2 separate regions of the Mus musculus genome follow, and region 1 is linked to region 2. Evidence: chromatin contacts called from public Hi-C data. All regions are on one chromosome and are shown on one strand. The core of a region is the stretch at or near the end of the contact, and the rest is flanking DNA. Distances in the headings are between cores, read along the strand shown. Region 1 holds the start of Ftcd (formiminotransferase cyclodeaminase). Region 2 holds the start of Lss (lanosterol synthase).

Region 1 (2,700 bases), core at 41-2,540, 44 kb before region 2:
TGATCATAGAACCACTGGATCCAAAAAGAGAGGTAGCCACTCTAGAGGGCAGCTGATCTCCATAGCCTATGTCCTAAGGCTGTCTCCCTGCCTTCCCCCCAACCTGTTCCTGGGAATAGATACCAAGGCCACGCTTGACTTACACCGCATGGCCATGCATGCCCTGGGCCTGCCCCTCAACCAGAACGCCTTGTCACCAGCTCAGCCTGGAAGCTGAACCACAAGAGCCCGGGCTCAGCCTGAGCTGCCTCACCCTTGTGCTTGCTCATGTCGATGAGCTGTGAGGCCGTACGCGCAGCATGGAGGGCCCCCTCTACGACACACTCTGGCTGCCCCACGAAAGTGTAGACAGTGCGGTTGGTGGAGGGTCCGGCATCGACGTCCAACAGCACACAGCCTGGGGTCTGGGAGATGGCTCGAGAGATGGCATCAATCACCTGGAGAGAGAGGCCCGACACCGTGCCTCAGTCCCCACTTGGAAAGGCTGTAAACCCACACCCGCGTGTGATCTCAAGCAGGTAGTTTGGCCAGTTCCCCCAAAGAGCTGACCTTCATTCAGTCCAAGAACCCACATGGCACAACAAGGAAGGCCCCCCATGGGAGTGGCCATGATCACCCCAGGTTGAGGTTGGCCCAAAAAAATAAATAATGGGCCTTTTGCCAACACCCAGATACTCAGAGAAGGTGGACGGAGTCACATCCTTCTGGTGGGGACAGCCAGGGTAGGGACAGTCTGCTAATATGAGAGGTCAAAACTGGGGCCCAGAGCCCAAACCCTATCATGAGGACTGCTCTGTGCCTCAGTTTTTCCATCATGTAAGGGGGTTGATAATAGTGCCTGCCTCTCAAGGCTTCAGGGGTGAGGAAGGAGTTAATATATATGTGGGGGGTGACCTTTCCTGTGACCTCTGCCCTCTGCATCTCTCTATTCAGGGTACTTCGTTTTCAGGTAGGAACACTGCAGTCAAAGGATTCACTAGGCCCCTACCAGGAGCACTCCAAAATCCCCAGGCCCCCTGCCATTCCTCCAGAGTGTTCCAGAGCTGACAGAAATGGTTCCTGAGAGGGATCCAACAGGGCTGTGGCCCTGCCTGTTCTGGGAAGGCAATCTTCTCCCACACCAAACTCACTCCCTTCCTGGGACCAGAGCACCCACACAGCCCTGGAAGGAACCTCACCTCCTGGTTGTTCCCCTCTGAGAAGTTGGGGACACATTCCACCAACTGAGACATGGCCAGCACCTGAGTCCAGAGGTTCCTCTCAAGAGGCTGTAGAGGGACACAGAGTGACAACTCTCTGATGGCCCTGGGGCCTTTATACCTCCCCACAGTTAGTTTCTTATTAACCAGGGACAGTGCGATGGGAGCTGAAGAATGCAGGGGTGCTCTCTGGGATGAGCTTGACAAAAAGCACATGAACAGCGTCAGAGGGGCACAGGCCGAGGACCCCAGGAGGCCTAGAGGGACAAAGTTCAGGCTAGGGCATCAAGCCAACTTGAGCTCAAGGCCCAGCTTGGGCCAGGGTTGCCTCTTGACCATCCAGGTGACCCTGTATTGCCCTCAGAGTGTGGCCTTTCTGGAAGAGGCCCCATGGGACTTCTGGCTTAGTAACTCTTCATGTCGGGCCTGGTCCTCAGGGAGGTGGGGGAGGAGAAGCCATGTGTGAAGCCCAGCATAAAGCCTGGTCCTCCCCAGAAGTCGGCTTAGCTCAGAGAGGCAGGAGAGAGCATGGGGTGGGAGCAAGAATGTGTTTGACCATGGGGATTTATGTATGAGTGTTTGTGTGTACAGTTCATGGGTTAGATGTACATATGGGTGAACTGAGTAGGTGAGTGTGTGTATGTGTACGTGAGTGTATACAAGGGCATATGGGAATATGTAGGGGTTGGTGTGAATACACATGAGGGTGCTAATGTGTATATATGTGGGCCTGAGGTTTTCCACGGAGATCTCTGGCCAGGCCTGGTGCGAGGTTTCCTGCGAAGGGAAGCGAATGCAGGCAGGGAGGGGAAGTCACTTGCCCGCTTCTGCTGCACTGTCGGTCAATCAGCTCCACCTCCGTCTCTGCCATGCTGTAATTCCATGCCGCCCTGCACTAAGTCGGGTCGGGCTGGGCAGACAAGAAGCTGACTAGCCAGTGAGGAGTGTGGCAGGGCCTCAGGTGGCTCTTCAGGAGAACAGATCTCTCGCCAAGTGTTACAGCTCTTAGGACAAAGGCTCGGGTGGCGGAGTAGTTCTCGCACATCTTTATTCCCTGGAACGGACTTATATACAGTTTTGGGGATGATTTGGGGTTTTGACAGCAGGTACTTCTCATTGGCTTGGACTGAGAGTTTGGGGAAACCTTATTTGCATGTGGGAGGGCTTGGTGCAGCTACTACTTGATGGATGCCCATACCTCTCTGCAGGGGGCTGTGGGAGGCTGTAGCTACATGACAGGAGCCAGGTGCCCAGGAGGCATGGCCGAACTCCTGCCATCCCATGCAGGTGGAAATCTCCGCCCTCTGGGGCTCCGGGGTTCCAGACCTATGCTCAACTGGGGACCAGGTTATCTGTGCATAGCCCACCACCCCACACATATATAAGTAGATGTTAGACTATATGCACTGTGGGGCTGATGGCATGTGTATGGATGCTGGCATTTGCAAGTGGATGGATGTTAATGTGTGCATCAACCATAATGTAGGAAAGATGGATGCTG
Region 2 (2,700 bases), core at 108-2,607:
GAAACCAAATTAGGGCAACTTCTTCCACAGGTCTCTGAGGTGGAGGGACTTAAATAACGAGGGTTGCTTCTACTCCTGTCTCCGGAAGGAGGTACCACACTTTTTGTTGTTTAGATTGAATTGAGGCAAACACTCACAAACACTGACCCACATCAGCAGCCCTCTTCTTTATTTATTTGTTATCATTTTTGAGATAGGGTCACACTACGTAGACCTGGCTGGCCTAGAACTTGCTCTGTAGACCAGGCTGGCCTCAAACTCACAAAGATCTGCCTGCCTCTGCCTCCTGGGTGCCGGGATTAAAGACCAGCACTACCATGCCCAGCCTCTTTATTTTCTGAGACAAGCTCTACTCAGCTGCCCAGGCAGATCTTAAACTTTATCCTTGTCACAGCCTACTCAGCGGCTAGGATTACAGGTATGCCTGCCGGGCCCAGGTTCATATCTGTTTTAAAAAACAAAAAATTATAAGCCTTATTATTAAAATAAAAAGAAACCTGCAAATTAATAAAAACATCGCACACCAAAATTAACCAAACACAAAGTCTACTCAACTTAATGACCTTGGCATTTGAAAAGGGAGACTGTGAAACTTTCCATAAAATGATGCACTTTCAGTACCCACTATATTTTATGCATTAATCTATTGCCCAAACCACAAAGCCCATGACAGAGTTAGAACTAGAAAAGCAACTAGCTTTACATCTTCTTACATAACTTGTGAACTTTCCTGATCCTCTTATAGTCAGCTTTTCCTCATATCACACTATACCCACATATACATTGGTTTACACATATGCATATATTACTGGCTGGTTGCCTGTTTTTTAAATAAGGCTCTCCACTGTTTCAGAGCTCTGGCTCAGGAAGGCACGGTGTAGGCTGATCAGTGATGGCTTCCAGTCTTGGGATGGAATGGTGCTTTCAGAATCACATCACTTACTGTGTCCAGTCCCAAAGAGTGGGCCTCTAGCCCGGTCTGCTCTCGACCAGGGTCGTCCTCCGCTTGATAATAAGTCCATCTCTGCCGACCCAACTCATTCTGGAGCCGCCAGCGGGTGAGATCGGTGGCGGGCTCAGTTTTATAGGGTCCCCCACGACGCCGCAGACACCTGAGGGGACCAGCGAGAGGAAGCAGCCTTCCTTAGACTCCGCCCAGGTGGGATGCCTGCAATCCAGGCATGCAGAGCCACCAGCCATGCCACCCTGCTGTCCAGACACCTTCCCTGCCACCGCCCTGCCGCGTCCCTCGCAACACCCGCGGGAAGCCCAGGGTCCGCGACTCACGTGCCCTCAGTCATGACAGCACTACTCTCTGCCACCGCTTGCCAGCCCTTTACCTGACAGCCTAGTGCACTGCGCAGGCGCGAGCCTCGGCCGACCGGAACTACTGGGTGGGCCGATGCGAGCTCGGCCAATCAGAGCATCACCAGGTGGGCACGAGAGACGCACCGCGACCACAGTGGCTGGGCGCAGGGCCGCCCGACGCCGCGAGGGCACCAGGGGGCGTGGCTGCGGGGCGGGAAGCGCTTTGGAGGCGGGGCCTATGAAAGAGGCCGGCCTGTGGGCGAGGACGGCCTGTGGGAGGGGCAGGCCCGTTGGAGGGGCGGGGCGGGATGGGGGGCGGGGCCGGCCCCTCTAGATCCTTATTGATGACAGCCTTGGACTTCTGGTCTGGGTGTTCTGAGCCGGGATACCTACAGGGTTGGTGAAAAATGGCCCCTCCGACATGCAGGAAAGAGGCCGCGGAAACCACGAGTGCTTCAGAAGTACGGAAGAGGCATGAGTGACCTGAGGTGAAACTAGCGTTGATCCGAGGCACCACATGGACCATCATGGGGCAGGGGCCTTGACCCGAGTGAAGGGAGGAGGAAACTATGATGACACGTAGTTGGGAAGAGGGTCAGAGTAGTGTTCTCAGAAAGCGGGCACAGGCTCCTCACAGGGAGCAGCTGCAGAGTGTGCAGAGGGCTGTGTCCTGACTCCCATTAGCAGGTAGAGTTCCACTTCCCTAGCCACAGCACTACTCTCAGGATACCTGGAGCTTGGAGTCCTACAAGTTAAAGGGGGAAAAGCCTTGATTATGTTTGACAGTAGAGAGGGAAGCAGGAAAGCCTGTGGTATGCCGGCAGAATCTAGTAGAGACGTGCAATGAAGAACATTTGAACAGATAGTATTTGAGAAGCATTGCTGGCATGCAGGAATGACGACCAGAGATCAGAAAAATATAATTCCAAGAACTCCCAGCGGTACAGTGTGTCCTACAGAGTGCCGACTTACTTACAACTACCCAAACCCGATAGCCTCCCTGCACCTAGCCCTCAAAACGCTGCCAAGGAAGGGGCCATGAACCACAAATCAGAGAAGGAAGAAGTAAGAGGCAAAGAACACTCACACACCTTCCCTAGATGGAAAATCGGAATTTTAGATGGCTAGTCAAGAACACTAACCTCTTCTTTGCCCAGTTTAGAAACTTGTAAAGATATAAGACAAGGCATTTTAACTGAGCCTTGCCTCAGACTATTGATTTGGGGACTGGAGGCCAATACTTAAGTCCAGTGCGTAAGAGCACTTGCTGCTCATTCAGAGGACCTGGAATTGGTTTATAGCACCCACATGGTGACTCACAGCCATCTATAACTTCAGTTTTAAGGAATCTAATGCCATTTTCTGACCTCCTCAGTCACCAGGCATGTGTGA

Evidence for each region. Hi-C and Micro-C count contacts between places; a contact is called where the count stands out from the background.
Region 1: a Hi-C map of liver shows a contact between it and region 2, with 1.8 times the contacts expected there. The contact joins the promoter of Ftcd here to the promoter of Lss in region 2. A contact is called at or near these places in 8 of 39 promoter capture datasets (the 3T3-L1 cell line, 3T3-L1-derived adipocytes, embryonic stem cells and 3 more), 1 of 15 datasets of contacts at CTCF or cohesin (the NIH/3T3 cell line), 4 of 484 Hi-C or Micro-C datasets (all in liver), 5 of 115 datasets of contacts at active chromatin or transcription factors (embryonic stem cells, hepatocytes and pancreatic cancer cells) and 3 of 9 other capture datasets (adipose tissue, liver and pancreatic islet).

Annotation. Positions count from the first base shown.
Region 1 is chr10:76,574,238-76,576,937 of GRCm38.p6, reverse strand. Ftcd (formiminotransferase cyclodeaminase) reads right to left here and starts at 1,290. Exons shown (of 14, transcript NM_080845.2): 1 at 1,179-1,290; 2 at 254-437. The coding sequence starts at 1,232.
Region 2 is chr10:76,530,262-76,532,961 of GRCm38.p6, reverse strand. It overlaps Lss (lanosterol synthase), which reads right to left and starts at 1,357. Exons shown (of 22, transcript NM_146006.2): 1 at 1,288-1,357; 2 at 944-1,112. The coding sequence starts at 1,301.